Regions from separate parts of the Rattus norvegicus genome. Here region 2 is linked to region 1. A link is a contact called in public Hi-C data. All regions are on one chromosome and are shown on one strand. The core of a region is the stretch at or near the end of the contact, and the rest is flanking DNA. Distances in the headings are between cores, read along the strand shown. Region 1 overlaps Lmtk2 (lemur tyrosine kinase 2). Region 2 holds the start of Lmtk2 (lemur tyrosine kinase 2).

Region 1 (7,653 bases), core at 3,758-6,257:
GAGCCATCATGCCGTCTCAAGGGGCTGGCTTTGAAGGAAGAATGAGACCTGGGGGGAGGGGGTGGTTTTGGCTCATTCTCGGCAGAACCGCTGGCTGTGGGAATGGGGGTTCAGCATGTGTAGTCAAAGCACAGAGGCTCGTTCAAGGGAAGAGGCCACAGGACGCAGCCAGGACATGCCAGGCTGTGAAAGGAGTCTGCTCAAGAAGGAAGACAACAGTGGTAGCAAGAACAAGAGCAGACAGGGATGAGGGGGTGGAGCCAGAGGCTCCTAGCTTTTGTTGCTTTTCCTGAGAGCTTAAGGGATAGGAGAGCTGAGAGAAGAGAAGACTTCAGAGGAGAGGGGTTTAGAAGGCCACAAGCAAATAACCCACCAGCCAAGAGGCAGGGGGTATTAGGATCGCATCCAGATACAAGCCTGAGTGAGCTTCAACTGGTCCATACCCATTCATTCATGAAAGTAAGAGAGATTCAGGATCATCCTTACTTGAATTTGAGGCTAGCCTGGGCTATCTATCTAAAGCCTGTCTCAAAACCAAACAAAGTTCTTTAAACATATTAGACAAACAAATGACCAGCATTTCCACTATAAAGGTATTTACTGTCTCCATTACATTAAGTGGTTAACATTAAATTAACATATATTAAAAATTAATTCTCTGTGTTTAGTGATCTGCCAAAATCCTGTATAGAGCACTACTGGCCTTTTGTGTTGGAATTTAGGAGGGCTAATGCTGGGTATAGATAGCTCCCTGTCGCCATCTAGTGTCAGCAAATTGTCTTTCTTGGATGTACTTGAAAAATGTAAAGCCTGGATAGAGAATTTCATTTTAATTCACAACACATTGTTCTTGGTGATTTTTTAAAAAAAAAAAAGATTTATTTATTTTAATGTGTATGAGTACACTGTCACTGTCTTCAGACCCACCAGAAGAGGGCATCAGATCTCATTACAGATGGTTGTGAGCCACCATATGGTTGCTGGGAATTGAGCACAGGACCTCTGGAAGAGCAATCAGTGCTCTTAACCACTGAGCCATCTGTCCAGCCCTCTTGGTAATTTCATATTTTTTCTTTAAATCACAGACAGTACTAATTGTCCATATCTACTCACTAATCACCCTTAAAGTATAAGTGAGACAAGCTGAGCCCTGTTGACGTCCTGTAATCTAAGACAGACTTCTTTCCTTTTTCTTTCTTTCTCTTTTGGGTGGGGTTTCTTGTGTTCCAGGCTGGCTTCAAAGTCATTTTATAGCCAAAGAATGATGTTGAATTCCTCATTCTCCTGCCTCCACCTTTTAGGTAGCAAGACAGCCATTGTCACAGCTGGCTCTTGTGACTCTTGTAAGCCTCGGTCCTATATCTGCAAGATACCTGAGGTTGTAAGAAATAAGCACCTTGGGTAAAAGATACAAACCATCCTGTTTTATACAATGCACAAAAGCACGAATGGCAGTCCTGATACTTGGGAGGGTGGGATGAGATTCTTGACCAGCCTGCATTACATGGTCATGCTCTTGTCTCAAAACATCAAAATATGACAATTCAAGAACAATCACTGTTATCAACAAACAGTTTTGTGTGTGCTAGAACTGTTAAAGAGAGGAATAGACACCAGTGCAGGTCTGGGTGGGACCTAGACACTACATTAGTGTGTGCACAGCTGCCTGCGGAGGAATATTACGATTGAAAATTCTATCCTGGGAGGAATCTGACAAATTTTCTCTCTTTGGTAAACTTACTGAAGTTGTCAAGAAGATCATCCACCCTCTGAGTTTCTTTTTTTTTTTTTTTTTTTTTTTTCCGGAGCTGGGGACCGAACTCAGGGCCTTGCGCTTGCTAGGCAAGCGCTCTACCACTGAGCTAAATCCCCAACCCCTGAGTTTCTTTTTTAATTGGACTTTAAGCTGTAAGATCTTGAGTTACTGTCTATCTTAGTATCAGATTATAAAAATCTTCAATTTGGGGCCTGGAGAGATGACTCAGTAAAATGCTTACCAAATAAATGAGTTCAATCACCAAAACACATGTAAAGAAAGCCAGAGATGGTGTGTGTGTGTGTGTGTGTGTGTGTGTGTGTGTGTATGAATGTGTGTGTGTATGTGTAGTCCCAGCCCTAGAAAGACAGACAGAAGGGACCCTAGAAGTAGCTGGCCAGCCAGTCAGGCCTAGTAAGCAACTCCAGGCCAATAGGAGATACTGTCTCAAACACTCAAGTAGAGGGTGATTGAGGAAGGTGCCAGGGCTGACCTCTGGCCTCCAACACACACACACTTGAACGTGTGTGTATACATTCCTCTCCCAGAAAGCTTTCATTTGATTTAGATCAAATCAGTAAGTATCTGTTCTTGTGTAAGGAGACTAACATTATTTCCTCAATGTCCTTCCCCAAGCAGAGATGATGTCTATGTGTCCTCTTAGACAGGAAGCCCACAGCAGTCACGGGGAGTAGCCAGGAAGCTGGATGCCTGTGTGTCTGACTGGAATTTGTTCCTTTCCTGCTCAGGCTGCCATCCTCTGCGAAGGCTTTTGAATTGAATTGGAGTTTGCAGGTGGCTGGAATGCTCTTTCCCGTGTTGTTCCCTGGGAAAGGAAGCTGAGAGAGACTCGAACCTGTCCCGAGTACTCAGTGGCTTCCCACACCTCTTCCACCATTTTCTTTTTGCAGTCTCTTCTCCATTGCTCACGCATGCATACATAGTGGCCATGGAGCCTTGTGATGAAGTACTCACCTTATCCTGGAAATGGAAGTCAGGTGGTGTGAATGGCACCATTTTTTAAATTCTCCATATCACTTCTTTATTACCTGAAGGTTTCTAGACATCTGTACTGCACTGAGTTTAATTGTGCGTCATTGTCCGATTGTATTCCATTTACTGCTTTGTTCTGCGTCATTCTTAATAGTTCAGATCAGCTTCAGTGTGGCCTGGGTGCCTGGTTTCTCCCGGTGCTGCACCTGACACTCGTGCTTTCCTGTTGCAGGGTGACCTGAAGGCTTACCTGCACAATGAACAAGAGCACGTGCGCAGCGAGTCACAGACCATGCTGCTGCAGAGGATGGCGTGCGAGATTGCCGCAGGGCTGGCAGCCATGCACAAGCTGCACTTCCTGCACAGGTATGTCTGGCCAGGCACGGGCACTCCTCATGGTTTTGCTGTTGCTGCTCTCTGCAGAGGTGGTCAGGTTTGGGGAGAAGCCTGGGAAGGACTGTAGCTTAGTTGGTAGACTGTACGCTAACATGCCTAAAACTCTGGGCTTCGTAAACTGGATACAGTGGTACATAGAAGGCAGGAGAGTCAAAAAGAAGTTTAAAGACATTCTCCACTGCATAATTGAGGCCAGCCTGGGGTGCATGAGACCCTAATTCAAAAACACCTACACAAAAACTGAAGGCGGAAAGTGTGGAAGAAGGAAGGAGGAAATCAAGGAGGTCGGGTTGCATCACGAGCGCTCTGCTTTAGACACAGTGGTGAAGACGGGGTTGGGTTTGAGTTAAACACTGCCAAAGAATGGAAGGATCATAGCCTGAAGTCTGGAGAATTCCCGAGGAGTGCACAGGGATACGCAGCAGGCTCCCTCCTGACCTCTGGCTCACTGCTTCTCTTCAGTAAGCTTCAGGCTGGGATCCTCTCCTGTGCTGTCCTTCACAGCCCCCAGGAAGAGGGGCTGAAGGCAACGGCGTCTCTTCTGGCCAACGAGCAATCGTGTCAGGTCTGAAGGTGCCGCCTCCGGTTTGTACCCTGGAGGACAGGCAGTTTGGGGCTGTGTGCATGATCAGGGCCTCCCCTGGTGGCTGCACCGTGAGTTGGAAAAGGCTTCCTGCTTAGTCTCCTTTAGACTGCAGGCTTTCACGGTCCAGTTTTTCAAAATAGAATTATTTATTTGTGTGTACAGAGTCAAGAACACCAGCCTGAAGAGGGAGTCCGATAGCCTTCTTTCTCACTCTCTGTCTTTGGTGAGGATTACCTGAGGCAGGAACTCTTCCTAGCTGACATTTTCCCAGCTAGGCTGGAAGTCAGCAATCGCCAGTGTTCCTGTGTCTGCCTCACCTCAGGTGGTGGGACGCTGAGTGTGAGACCATAAATCCATTCCTCGTGCTTGCTAATAACACAAAGATCTGAAAAGGCATACCTGTCTCGAAGAGACGTCTGGGAAGTTTCTATTTTCAAAAACCAGTCTCGAGCTGGAGAGGTGGCTCCGGTTCACACTGCTCCTGCAGAGGACCCAAGTTTAGTTTGCAGCACATACCCCAGACAACTCACACCTCTGCTCAACTCCAGCACGAGAATCTTCCTTCCTCCTCTGGCCTCTGCAGGTTCTCACACACACACACACACACACACACACACACACACAAATTAGAACATAAAATCTTAAGTCTCCCATCAAAATTACAACATGAAGTTCCCAGAGACAACTTAAACCATGGGAAGTGTGCATAAGGCCTGTTCACCACTGTGTTCTTAAAGATGACAGAGCTGTCATAGCCAGTAGTATTTTCCCATGCTTCTTCAAGGCAAAGTCTTGGAGTCTTGAAAACAAATAAAGATAAATCACATGGCTTGGACGATATCCACGCACAAAGCCCAGGGTACAGAAGGACCTTGGAACCATTGGCAGCCGTTTTGTTCTGCTGTTTAAAGGAACTGCTCTGGGCTGGGTGTGTGGTAGCTTAGCTGGTAAGGAACTTACAGGGCCAGACTTTGACCCCTTGCTTTTATTTTTTTTAATTTATTGTCCAAAATATTTATCTATCTTGGTTTTTATGTATATGAGGGTTTGCCTGCGTGTGTGAGGCCATACTCGTACAGTGGCTTCAGAGACCACACAGGCCATTGGCTTCTCTGGAACTAGAGTAACAGGCAGTTGTGAGCCGCCATGCAGGTGCTGGGAAGGACCCAGGTCTTCTGCAGTAGCCACAAGTGCTTTTTAACCACTGAGCCGTCTGTCCAGCCCCAATCCATTGTTTCATTTTTTTATAGAAACTCAGTGTGGCATTGTAAGCTCGTAATGACAGAGCTGGGTAGACAGACAGAGGGAAACCTAGCTTACTCGGGGACAGGGAGTGACAGTGACTGGGGGGAGTGGCATCGTAAGACAGTGTCTGAGGAGCCACACCTGAGGTTATCCTCTGGCCTCCACATGCACACGGACACTGCATACTCAGGTGTCTGTGCATACTCCACACACATGCACGAACACATACAGATGCTGTTTGATGGAAAGTCTCGTGTGGGACGGACTTCGCTTCTTTAAAAATTCTTCTTGTGTAGGTGGCCTTCCATATGGCCTGATTTTAAAATTGAGGTTTAGAACATTGGTTGACTCAGAGGACTTGGTCGAAATAGCCCGGTCCACCTGTCTAACCCAAAGTTGTTCTTATGTTAGAAACTGGTCTAGTAAGTCACCCTAGTTAAAATTTGTTTTTACATAATGTTTAGAGAGAGCCTTATCACAGGCTCTCAGGCAGCCTGCGTCTCTGAGGTCATACACAGCATTCTTGAAGGCCGTGTGAATGGTACATGTTCCTGTTACCATTCCACAGGTGACCCAGACAGAGCCCAGTGTCCCCCATCCTCTGCCTGCAAGGTCTCCTGGGCCGCAGGTACTCAGGTCACTGAGCGAATGGTGTTCGTGTTCAGACTGGCTAAGTAGCAGATAGACAACCAACAGGAGCCAGACCCAGGAGGCAAGGACAGGGAACCTTTTCTATACGTGCCTAGTTTGGGGTTTTTTTGTTTGTTTGTTTGTTTGTTTGTTTTTTGTTTTTGTTTTTTACTACTTTTTTTCCTTTCTTCTCTCTCTTTTTTAAGACAGGGTCTTACTCTGTTAGCCCTGAGTGGCCCGGAACTCACAGAGATCATCCCCCTCTGCCTCCAGAGGGCTAGGGTTAAAGGTGTACACACCACACTCAGCTAAAAAGAATTTTTTATTGTTGGTTTGGGGGTTTGGGGGTTTTTTGGGTTGTTTGTTTGGTTGGTTGGTTGTTTTGTTGTTTCGGTTTTTGTTTTGTTTTTTGTTCTTTTTTTTTTTTTTAAAGAAAGAATTTTTCTGTGTAGCCTTGACTATCTGTAGAACAGGCTGGCCTCAAACTCAGAGGTCTCCCTGCCTCTGCCGCCTGAATGCTGGGATTAAAGGCATTTGTCACCACCGCCAGGTTTGCTAAAAAAGATTCTTTAAAAGAAACAAAACCTATTGTACCCAGTGGTAAGGAGGCCAAGGCAAGAGAATTGCAAGTTCAAGACTCGCTTGGACTACATAGTAAGACTGCCTCAAAAAAACAAAATACCCCAGTGTTACCTGAGAGGGTGGCAAATGGGAGGAACAGACATTCCCAAGGGAACGAGGGAAGCTCCAGCTGCCTGTGGTGTTGCGTTGTGGCTAGCACAGGCGGGAACCATGTTGTGGTATCTGAAGTCTTAGGTGCATTTTGGGACATGACAGTGTGTGCTCTTTGTATATTTGTTTTGGTGTGAACGTTATTTAGAAAGTCTGTACCTACCAGTTTGCTGATTTGTGCTACCTGGAAGGGTAGAAGGAAAGGAGGAAGCCTTTTTTTTTTTTTTTTTTTTTTTTTTTCGGAGCTGGGGACGGAACCCAGGGCCTTGCCAGAGCCTTGCGCTTGCTAGGCAAGCACTCTACCACTGAGCTAAATCCCCAACCCCCTTTTTTTTTTTTTTTAGAGAGAGAGACAGACAGACAGACACACAGACCACCACCAGCAATGACAACTATGACAACTTTGCACTTCAGGAGGGCACAGAAAGAACCCCGCACCCTTGTTGCCCAATTAACGCAGCATCTCTGTGTAGCTCAGGTGATAGAGTACTGGCCAGGTACCCTCCAGGCCCTGGATCTGTCCCAAGCCCCCCAAAAAGCAGGCATGGATACCTTGGATTCTAAGATTTGAGAGGTGGAAGCAGATGAGACCAGAAGTTCAAGGTTGTCCTTAGCTACATAGAGTTTGAGGCTATTCTAGGTCACATGAAACTCAGTAAATCAAGGCACACACTAGTGTCTGTGTCTCACAAGTTAATGGCCCTCTGTAGGAAAAAACGCTGCATGTTTCTAAGCTAGCTCAGGGCAGGCCACCTGAGAAAAATCAGCATTCCAGGTAGAAAGTTCTAGTTCCCTTCATAACTACTGATTATAAATGTGCACACAGAAAATATACCAGCTTTCTCTGATCTAGATCTGGGCTGGTCTCTAGACTTGGATCTGAGGAGGTTACCTCGTGGGTAGTTAATCCTGGTGATACTGTGTTTTATTCTTAGCAAAGGTATCTGGTTATGGTGTAGGTCCCCAGGTACAGGACCCTGAGGGGATTGCCAGAAACCTCAGGGTCCTTCTCAGAAGTGGAGTCCCAGCTCCCATTCCAGAGAGGCGCCTGGGTCATGTCCATTCTTAGCTCACCCCAGACCTGCTGTCTGCTGCGTTCTGTTAAGTGAGTAGGAGGTAGGGTACCCAAGTGACTCCAGGACACATTTGGTGGTGAGAACCATCAAAGCCTTGCCCTAAAGATAGTTACTTGACAGCTCAGTTTGCTCTTGGTTTTCGTTTGGTTTGTTTTAATCTGGCTCATTTTGTGTTTTGTCAGTGCTGAGGATGGAATTCGGGGTGTTGTGTGTACTCCTGAGCTATCTTTCCAGCCCCT
Region 2 (7,653 bases), core at 1,419-3,918, 53 kb before region 1:
AACTGGAGAGGATGGCTCAGCAATTAAGAGGACTTGATTGGGGTTCAGTTCCCAGAACCCATTTGGGCCACTCACAACTGCCTGCAACTCCGGGTCCGGAGGATTAAATGCCCTCTTCCAGAATCCGAGGGCATGGCACAAACGTATACAGGTATACAAGCAGGCAAAACAAAACAAAACTCACGAAATAATCTTTTTTTTTCCCCTCTTTCTTTTTTTCCTTTATTAGAAAGAATGGAAGTGTGTTTAACTACTGGCCCACAGAATTCCAAAAAATTTTAACAACGACTTTCATCAGGACCCTCCTGAATGCCCTGTGTGATCAGAGCTGAGCTCTGAAAACCTTTAGGGTGCTCACAGGGCACCACCTTTCCACAGTGGCAAGTCATCCTGGGCTAAACAGACTTCATATCCTTCAGCAGGCAAGCCTCTAGCAGGGCTCGCTGGCAGGACAATAATGCCAGAGGGTAGGGTCTTCTGAACAATGGCTTGGCATTGAGGAAGACTTGGAGAAGGCAGCAGATAAGTGCAAAAACAGGGAATTATTATTGATTCTTTTTTTTTTTTTCCGGAGCTGGGGACCGAACCCAGGGCCTTGCGCTTCCTAGGCAAGCGCTCTACCACTGAGCTAAATCCCCAACCCCTTATTATTGATTCTTACCTCAGAGAATCTCACCTTAACTTCTGCTAAAAGCTGACTTTTTTTTTTTTTCCTGCCTGACTCTGAGGTGAAACTTCACCAACCCAGCAAGTCTTTGTTTGTCTTGTAGAATCTCTAACTAGAAGTCTTTGAGCCAAGTACTGGGCAAAGGTAGAAACAGTGAGGTGGGGGCAGGGGTAAAGGTTTCCATTAGACACCCTGTGAGGAATGCGTACCTTAACCCATGCCCCATGGGAGGGGGAAAAACAGTTGTGTGTTTGTGTGTGTCTCAACTTTGGGGCTTACTCAAATAAAAACAAAACCTGCTTTGTGATCACAGAACAACTCGTTGTTGGGGTGCATCTTAATTATGATTAATTACCAGGAGGATTATGAGGAAGGGCTTTCACTGAGCCAGCTCTGCTCCTCACAGAGCCTCTTGTCAGGTTGGAGCATGAATTCCTGGTTCCTTGAATGCAGCGGGTTGAGCTTCCGGATGGAAGTCAATGCACAACAGGACAATTGTGCCTCCTTCCTAGACCTTTGCCTTCCTTCCCTTCTCCACAGAAAGACCAGTAGAAAGAGGCAGAGTTGAGCTCCGTGTCATGGGCCAGCTACTAGTTTCCTCAGGATTTTTAGTGCGGCTTGCCTCAATCAACAGACATCCTGTGCCCCTGTCTGTGCTGAATTAGCACCACGGACAGCTAGTATTCACAGTGGGTATTTGGAGGGAAATTGGAAAATGCGGAAAGCTCTGAGTTTGTGAGTTGCTAAAGTCCCACCTGATAAGATACAGAACCAGTCCCTCAGTTGTTTTCATTCACGGATTGGACTACCAGAGTCAGCAAAGGTAGCTTCGGAGCTGTGTTAACTGTCAAGCACTTTCTCTTGTTTCTTTTGTGTGTGCATGGATGCGTGTGTTGTGTTTGCGGCATGTGATTTGTACATGTGTGTGCATTTTCTCCACCCCCACTCCTGGGTGTGTGTTTGTAGGCCAGAAAAGCCAGAAGAATTTTTTCCTCAGGGTCAGGGTCCACTTTTTTTTTTTTTTTTTTTTTTTGGAGGCAGGGTCTCTTATTTGCCTGAAACTTGCCTAGCAAGTTTGTCTAGCTTGTCAGCAAACCCTAAGGACCCATCTTTTTCTGTCCCCTCAGCAAGCGTTTTTTTCTTTATGTGGGGTTCTGGGGATCGAATCCAGGTCCTCATGCTTACAAGGCAAGCAATCTCCTCAGCCTTCTCCATTGTGTTTGAAACATCTTCTACCCCACCTGGAAGCCTCTCCCTCCTCACACTCACCACCAACACCCAGCCCAGGTCCTATAGAGGACACCTATTTCACGATAAGCCCAGCAGGAGATCCAAGGTGACTCAGACAGGGTTGCTGTCCTCAACTGGTTTACAGTCACAGGAGCAATAAAACATGGGCTGGGGTGGAGTCGTAGATGCTTATTTATTTGTGGGATTGGGTAGAAGCCATCGATGAAGTCATATTCCAGGTGTGTCTTGATGAACGAAAAGAAGAGCGTCTGCCAGGTGAACAAGAGGGGGCAGGAAGGGCTGTCTTGGCAGAAGGGCCAGTTTGAGCTCACTGCTACGTCAGCGAGTGAAGTCATTAACACTCTGTGCTTGATCAATTGAAAATTTAAAAAGTTCAAAGTTCCTCAGAAGCTGATCTGAGGGTAAACCTAAGGTGAAGAGGCTAAGGAAGTTCTGAGAAGTAAAAATGAAGAAGGTAAAACCAGGGATAAAATATCGAGAACCATGTTGGTAAAAATAAGAAAAGAAAAATAAAAAGAAGGAAAAATAAAGTCCCAGATTGAATTATGTGGGTTATCATGGTCTTCTTTATATCTTCCTAAAATAATTCTCGGTGTTACCTGCTGCCCACGCCTCATTCCTCCGTCTGCAGGGGGCGCACCGAAATCCATCTTGCCTCCTATGGCTGAGGGGGTGGGGCTTCAGGAGTCAATATGGATTGACGATTGGCTGATCCAGGTGTCGGTCACGGCATCCCGCCTCCGCTCTACGTCACATGACGCAGCCCATCATGGCGGCGGGAGCGCGGCTGCCTGGGCCCGCGGCTCCGCAGGCTGGGTGCCGTTGCTGCTGTTGAGGGGCGGCGGCGGCGCAGACGGGCGGGAAGGATGATGCTGGCTCTGTGGCCAGAGCGGCGGATGCAGACCGGGAACAGGGTTGACGTTTGGCTAACGAGACGTGTGTCCCGAAGCAGCCGGCGCCGGTGTCGCTGAGGCGGCGCGGAGGGCTGACTGACTGAAGGCGGCAACCCGAGAGCCGGCCCCGGCAGGGGACCGCGCGGTGGACGAAATGCCGGGACCACCGGCATCATCGCCGCTGCCGATGCCGCTGCTGCTGCTTCTGCTCTTGACCGTCGGCAGTGCCCGGGCCGCGCCACTTCCGCAAACAGGTGCAGGTGAGCGGAGCCCGGGTGCTGCGGGGCCGCTGCGTCTTGCGGGGCGGCGGCGAGGTCGGCGGGCCTGCGGGGTTGGGCCACCTCTGCGACGGATCGGAGGCCTGCGGAGGGCAGGAGGCCGCGGGGTGCGAGCGATCCTAGGGAGATTTCTTGCCGCAGGGGCGTGGGATGGGGGGGCGGGGGCGCGGCGACGCGGTGGGGGTTGGGGAAGACGGCGGGGCGAGGTGGCAGAGACGGGTTTCCCTACATCCCTGGGGGACTCTTCCCGGACTCTAAACTTGTTGCCTAAAGGTCCCTCCAGCTTCTGTCCTCTCGACACTTCTTCCTTTTTTCCAGATGTCACCTGCCTCTTGTGGCTTTTCTCGCGTCCTATAATAAGAACCGTTTCTTATCTCTCGTCATTCCTTAAATGAAACACAATGACTCCTGGAAGCTGTGCAGTTTCCTTGGCTCACCGAAACTTGTTCTAAATTTGTAAATTGATTTTAGATGCTGAGGTTGTTGGGTTATTTGTCTATTTGTCTGTTCATTTATTTTTCGAAATGAGTCTCTGGGGATGAGAAAGGAGCAAAGGATGCGTATCTTTGTTTTGGGAAGCTAGTGACTGGTGTAGCAACTTTTGAGTAACCATTGACAGATTGGCCTGAGGGTAATTGAATTGCCTATTTAAGTGATATTAGTGAGTGATTCTCTTTTCAAGCCCTCAGCCCTTCTATATTTTCTGCATGTAGTTGTGATCTGGAGTTTATAAATAAAACTTCAGCCAAAGAAACCATCCCAGAAATTTTAAGGATTAAAAATTCAGTGGTGGGGGAGGTATTGACATTTCAAAGAACTTTAGAGGTTGGAAGAAACCGTATAGATGATTTAGTCCAATTTCTTCATCTTTTGCATTGAGGATGCTGGAACCCTGGTGATCAAAAGATATACTCAAGGTGACACAGCCAAGTTGTAGTTAGATGCAAACCCAGGTCTTGGATTCACCTTGTCTTGTGATTGCACCCCTACCTCCCAGTTCACTTCAGCTCTCAACTGTCTGTGGAATGCCCCTGAGGCCAAGGTTTAAGTGTAGAACTGTCTCCAGTCAATATGGGTGTTTCAAACAAATCTACAATGATAGAGGGTGATGGCTTCCAGAACTACACATATACATATACAGGGTATATGCCATTGAGTACCATTCAGTTGAGCATTAGGTGGTGTGGTTACACTATCTAATGTAGCACCGTCTTTGTGCTATCCCCTTGGAATCAAGTCTTTTTTGGTGACTTCAGTGTTCTGAGTCAATGGATAAGATAACTGGATGTCGGCAGAAGTCGATAGTCAGCCCAGATAGCCTGGCAGAAAATACCAGGGAAGCTGGGAAAGATTATACAGAAAGGAGGTGATGTTGCTATGTAAGGGTATTGACATTTAAATGGAAAATTAACTCCAGAGTAGCAGTGGGTAGAGTGCGTGTGACCTGGGGACTCCAGAAACTTCCAGAAGTTCTTGTGCCTATCAGTTTTTATGCATTCTGAGCAACCTGAAAAACATAAACCCACGAGTTCTTGACATAAGGTTTTGACACACGGGAAGGCCAGGTGATTTGTATCCACTTTTGCACATTTTTCTTTCCTGTTTTGGTCCTTAGAGGGAGCTGTATAGACTGTATAAATGATGTATTATTAAATGTCAAACATAGATGTGTGGAATTGTTTCATTGTCCAAACAGCTTATGGATATTACAACTGGGAGAGATTTCTCCCCCCTCCCTCTCCCACTCCCTTTCTCTCCTCTCTCTTCCCCTCTGCCTTTCCTGTACTATGGATCGAACACAGGGTCTCACACATGCCCAGCGTTCAACCATGGAGATAGATTTTTTTTTTTTTGGATCAAGGGTAAAGAAACTTTCTTGTTAATGGTATTTATTGAGCCCACTGGATATATATGTTAGATAAAAGAGCAGCTGTGCAGTGAAAACATAGCTGGGGTGTCTGATGATCTAGAGACCTGTACAAAGCAAGACTAGCCTTCCCAAATAAGGGTAGGCCCCCTTTGTGGGCTGGTTTTGTGTCAACTCAACAGAGTCGCCAAAGAGGAAGGAGCCTCAGTGGAGGAAATGCTTCCATGAGATCCAGCTCTAAGGCATTTTCTTAATTAGTGATCAGTTGGTGCCATTCCTGAGCTGTATAAGAAAGCTGAGCAAGCCAGGGGAAGCAGGCCAGTAAGCAGCACCCTCCATGGCCTCTGCATCAGCCCTTGTCCTGGGGATCCTGCTCTGTGTGAGTTCCTGCCCTGACTTTCTTCAGTGATGAACAGAGCACTGTGGAAGTGTAAGTCGAAGAAACCCTTTCCTCCCCAACTTGCTTTTTGGCCATGGTGTTTTGTTTCAGCAATAGTACCTAAGACAGCCTCCTTGTTCTTATTCTTTGGAAAGGTCAGACTGTTTAATGGTGCCTTTGAGAAAGCACACTTCTCAGAAATAGGTTAGGGGTGTGTGTGTGTGTGTGTGTGTGTGTGTGTGTGTGTGTGTGTGTGTGTGTATACTGGAGGAATATACTTAAAACCAGGTATGGTGGTGCACACCTGTTATCCGAACACTCAGGAGGTAGAGACAGGAGACTCAATGCAGGAATCAGGGCCAAATGTAGTGATTTTGCACATAGAGAGTTCCAGGCCAGCCATGGTCTCATATTGAGACTCTGTCTCGAAATACAAAACAACAACCACAGATACATGAATTAGGCTTTATTCTGTGCTTGCCTGTTCACATGGGAAACAAGGGAGCTATGACTTAAGTTCTTTCTAAGTTTTTATTTATGTGTATGGGTGTTGCCTGCATGTACATCTGTGCACCATATGGGTGCTTGGTGCCTGAGGAGGCCAGAAGAGGGCATCAGATCCCCTGGAACTGGAGTTAGAGATGGTTGTGAATAGTCATGTGGGTGCTGGGAATCAAACACAGGGCCTCTGTAAGAACATCCTGTGTTCATGTTGCTGAGTCATCTGTGTATCTCCAGCTCTTTATTTCTTAAATGCACTTTTTAGGTTAGTATAAAAAGTAATAGACTTCACTAGGGCATCTTTACTCATACATAACTTTAAAATTGAAATTAAGTTATGTATGATGCTCTTGTTCTGAGTAATTTTCAGGATCGGAAATTAAAAGGTGTTTGCTCATTGACTGACAGTAAAACTATGTAAATATGTGGGTTGCCATGCCCATGGAAGGTCATTATGCCCCTCCCCTTTTATTTTTTGAGGCAGAATCTTACTGGATAGCAAAGGCTGTCAACCAAATCAGGATCCTTCTGCCTCAGCCTCTGGAGTGCTGAGATTACAGGGGTGCACTATGCCTGATGCATGGTGGCTCAGAAAACATTTTGTTGTTGAATTATATTGTGGGCCACTTTGTGTCTGAAGGATGCTCTTATATCGACCTCATGTCTACAAGTCCCTTTTCCTGAAGACCCCTATTTCTACTGTATGGGCCCTTGTTGTGGAGACTGAGAGTTCGCTGGGTCTCACTGGGAAGCTTAGGGAAAGGGAGAAAATCCAGTTTTTGCAAACACAGCGTGCTAAGTGACCAGACTAAGGTTATAGTGAAGTTCTTTACTCTATGGTTATCTGATCATGCTTAGGAAACACGTATGTACCTCTTTTAAGAGCCTTTGGATTCATGGCACAGATCTGAACGGGAAGAAAAGAAAGATCATAGAGTGGTGTATGTGAATGGATTCCTCTGAGCCACATGGTCTCGTTCCTATTAGTATAGTGGTTAGACAGGGAAACCCACTTCTATTGTTCTGTGGCATATTAGGTCACAGTACAGAGGAAGCTTAGCAGTTCCAGATAAAGGCCCTCACTGAAGCCGGTGGGTCTCAGCTGCTGATTAAAAGTAGCTTATGAATCTGGTGCTCGCAGTTTAGATTTGGCAAACAGACTTGTATCTCGAACAAGTTTCCTACGGTCAAGGGATTACTTTCCAAAGTTTGAATTTTTGTCTTAATTTTCACAGCTTCTGATAAATAAATATTTTTCAGTAGTCTTCTCATGTAGACTCCAGGGCTCACGGATGGACTTAGGTTGGGACTGCTCTGATCGCTTTCACTTGGTGACAACTTTGTGTTACCAAATATGCTTCTCTGCACTGTAATCAAAACTCTGTCCAGTTTTGTAGCTGATCAGCAGTGAGGTTACTAAATCCTTAGAGCTTGCTGTTATCAGTGTTCTGACTGTTCATGCACTTGAAATTTGGAAAGTCCTTGGGCCCTCTCCATCCCCTGTGGGCTGTGTCACTTTGATAACAGTTGTACATATAATAAAAAAAGGACATTGTCATGTAAAAAAAAAGGAATATCCTGGTTCTGAAACAGTTAAAATAAATGGGTCCTTAAAAAAAGTCTTTGTGGCAGTGCCTCACTCCTAGAATCCCAGCACTGAGAGGCAGAGGCAGGTTTGGCTCTGAATTTTAGGCCATCATGGTCTGCAGAGTCCCGGGTCAGGCAGGGCTACACAAAGAAACCATGTTGAACCCCGCTGACACCTTCCCTCACAATTGAACTTTTCAGTCCAGTCGAGAGTAAAGTTCTTGAAGCAG

Evidence for each region. A called contact is a pair of places that touch in the nucleus more often than the background predicts.
Region 2: a Hi-C map of kidney shows a contact between it and region 1, with 2.4 times the contacts expected there. The contact joins the promoter of Lmtk2 here to the enhancer-like site in region 1. A contact is called at or near these places in 9 of 12 Hi-C or Micro-C datasets (the A7r5 cell line, Schwann cells, frontal cortex and 5 more) and 1 of 1 datasets of contacts at active chromatin or transcription factors (oligodendrocytes).

The regions. Positions count from the first base shown.
Region 1 is chr12:15,566,490-15,574,142 of GRCr8, reverse strand. Lmtk2 (lemur tyrosine kinase 2) reads left to right here. Exons shown (of 14, transcript NM_001427236.1): 7 at 2,982-3,115. Among named protein-coding and RNA genes, the nearest start is that of Bhlha15, 32 kb to the right of the region's middle. Within about 2 kb of position 5,007, at least 8 of the 93 cell types and tissues checked have an H3K27ac peak or open chromatin away from gene starts, as enhancers often do. A contact at or near this core is called in kidney, where this site is marked.
Region 2 is chr12:15,617,407-15,625,059 of GRCr8, reverse strand. It overlaps Lmtk2 (lemur tyrosine kinase 2), which reads left to right and starts at 2,668. Exons shown (of 14, transcript NM_001427236.1): 1 at 2,668-3,071. The coding sequence starts at 2,966.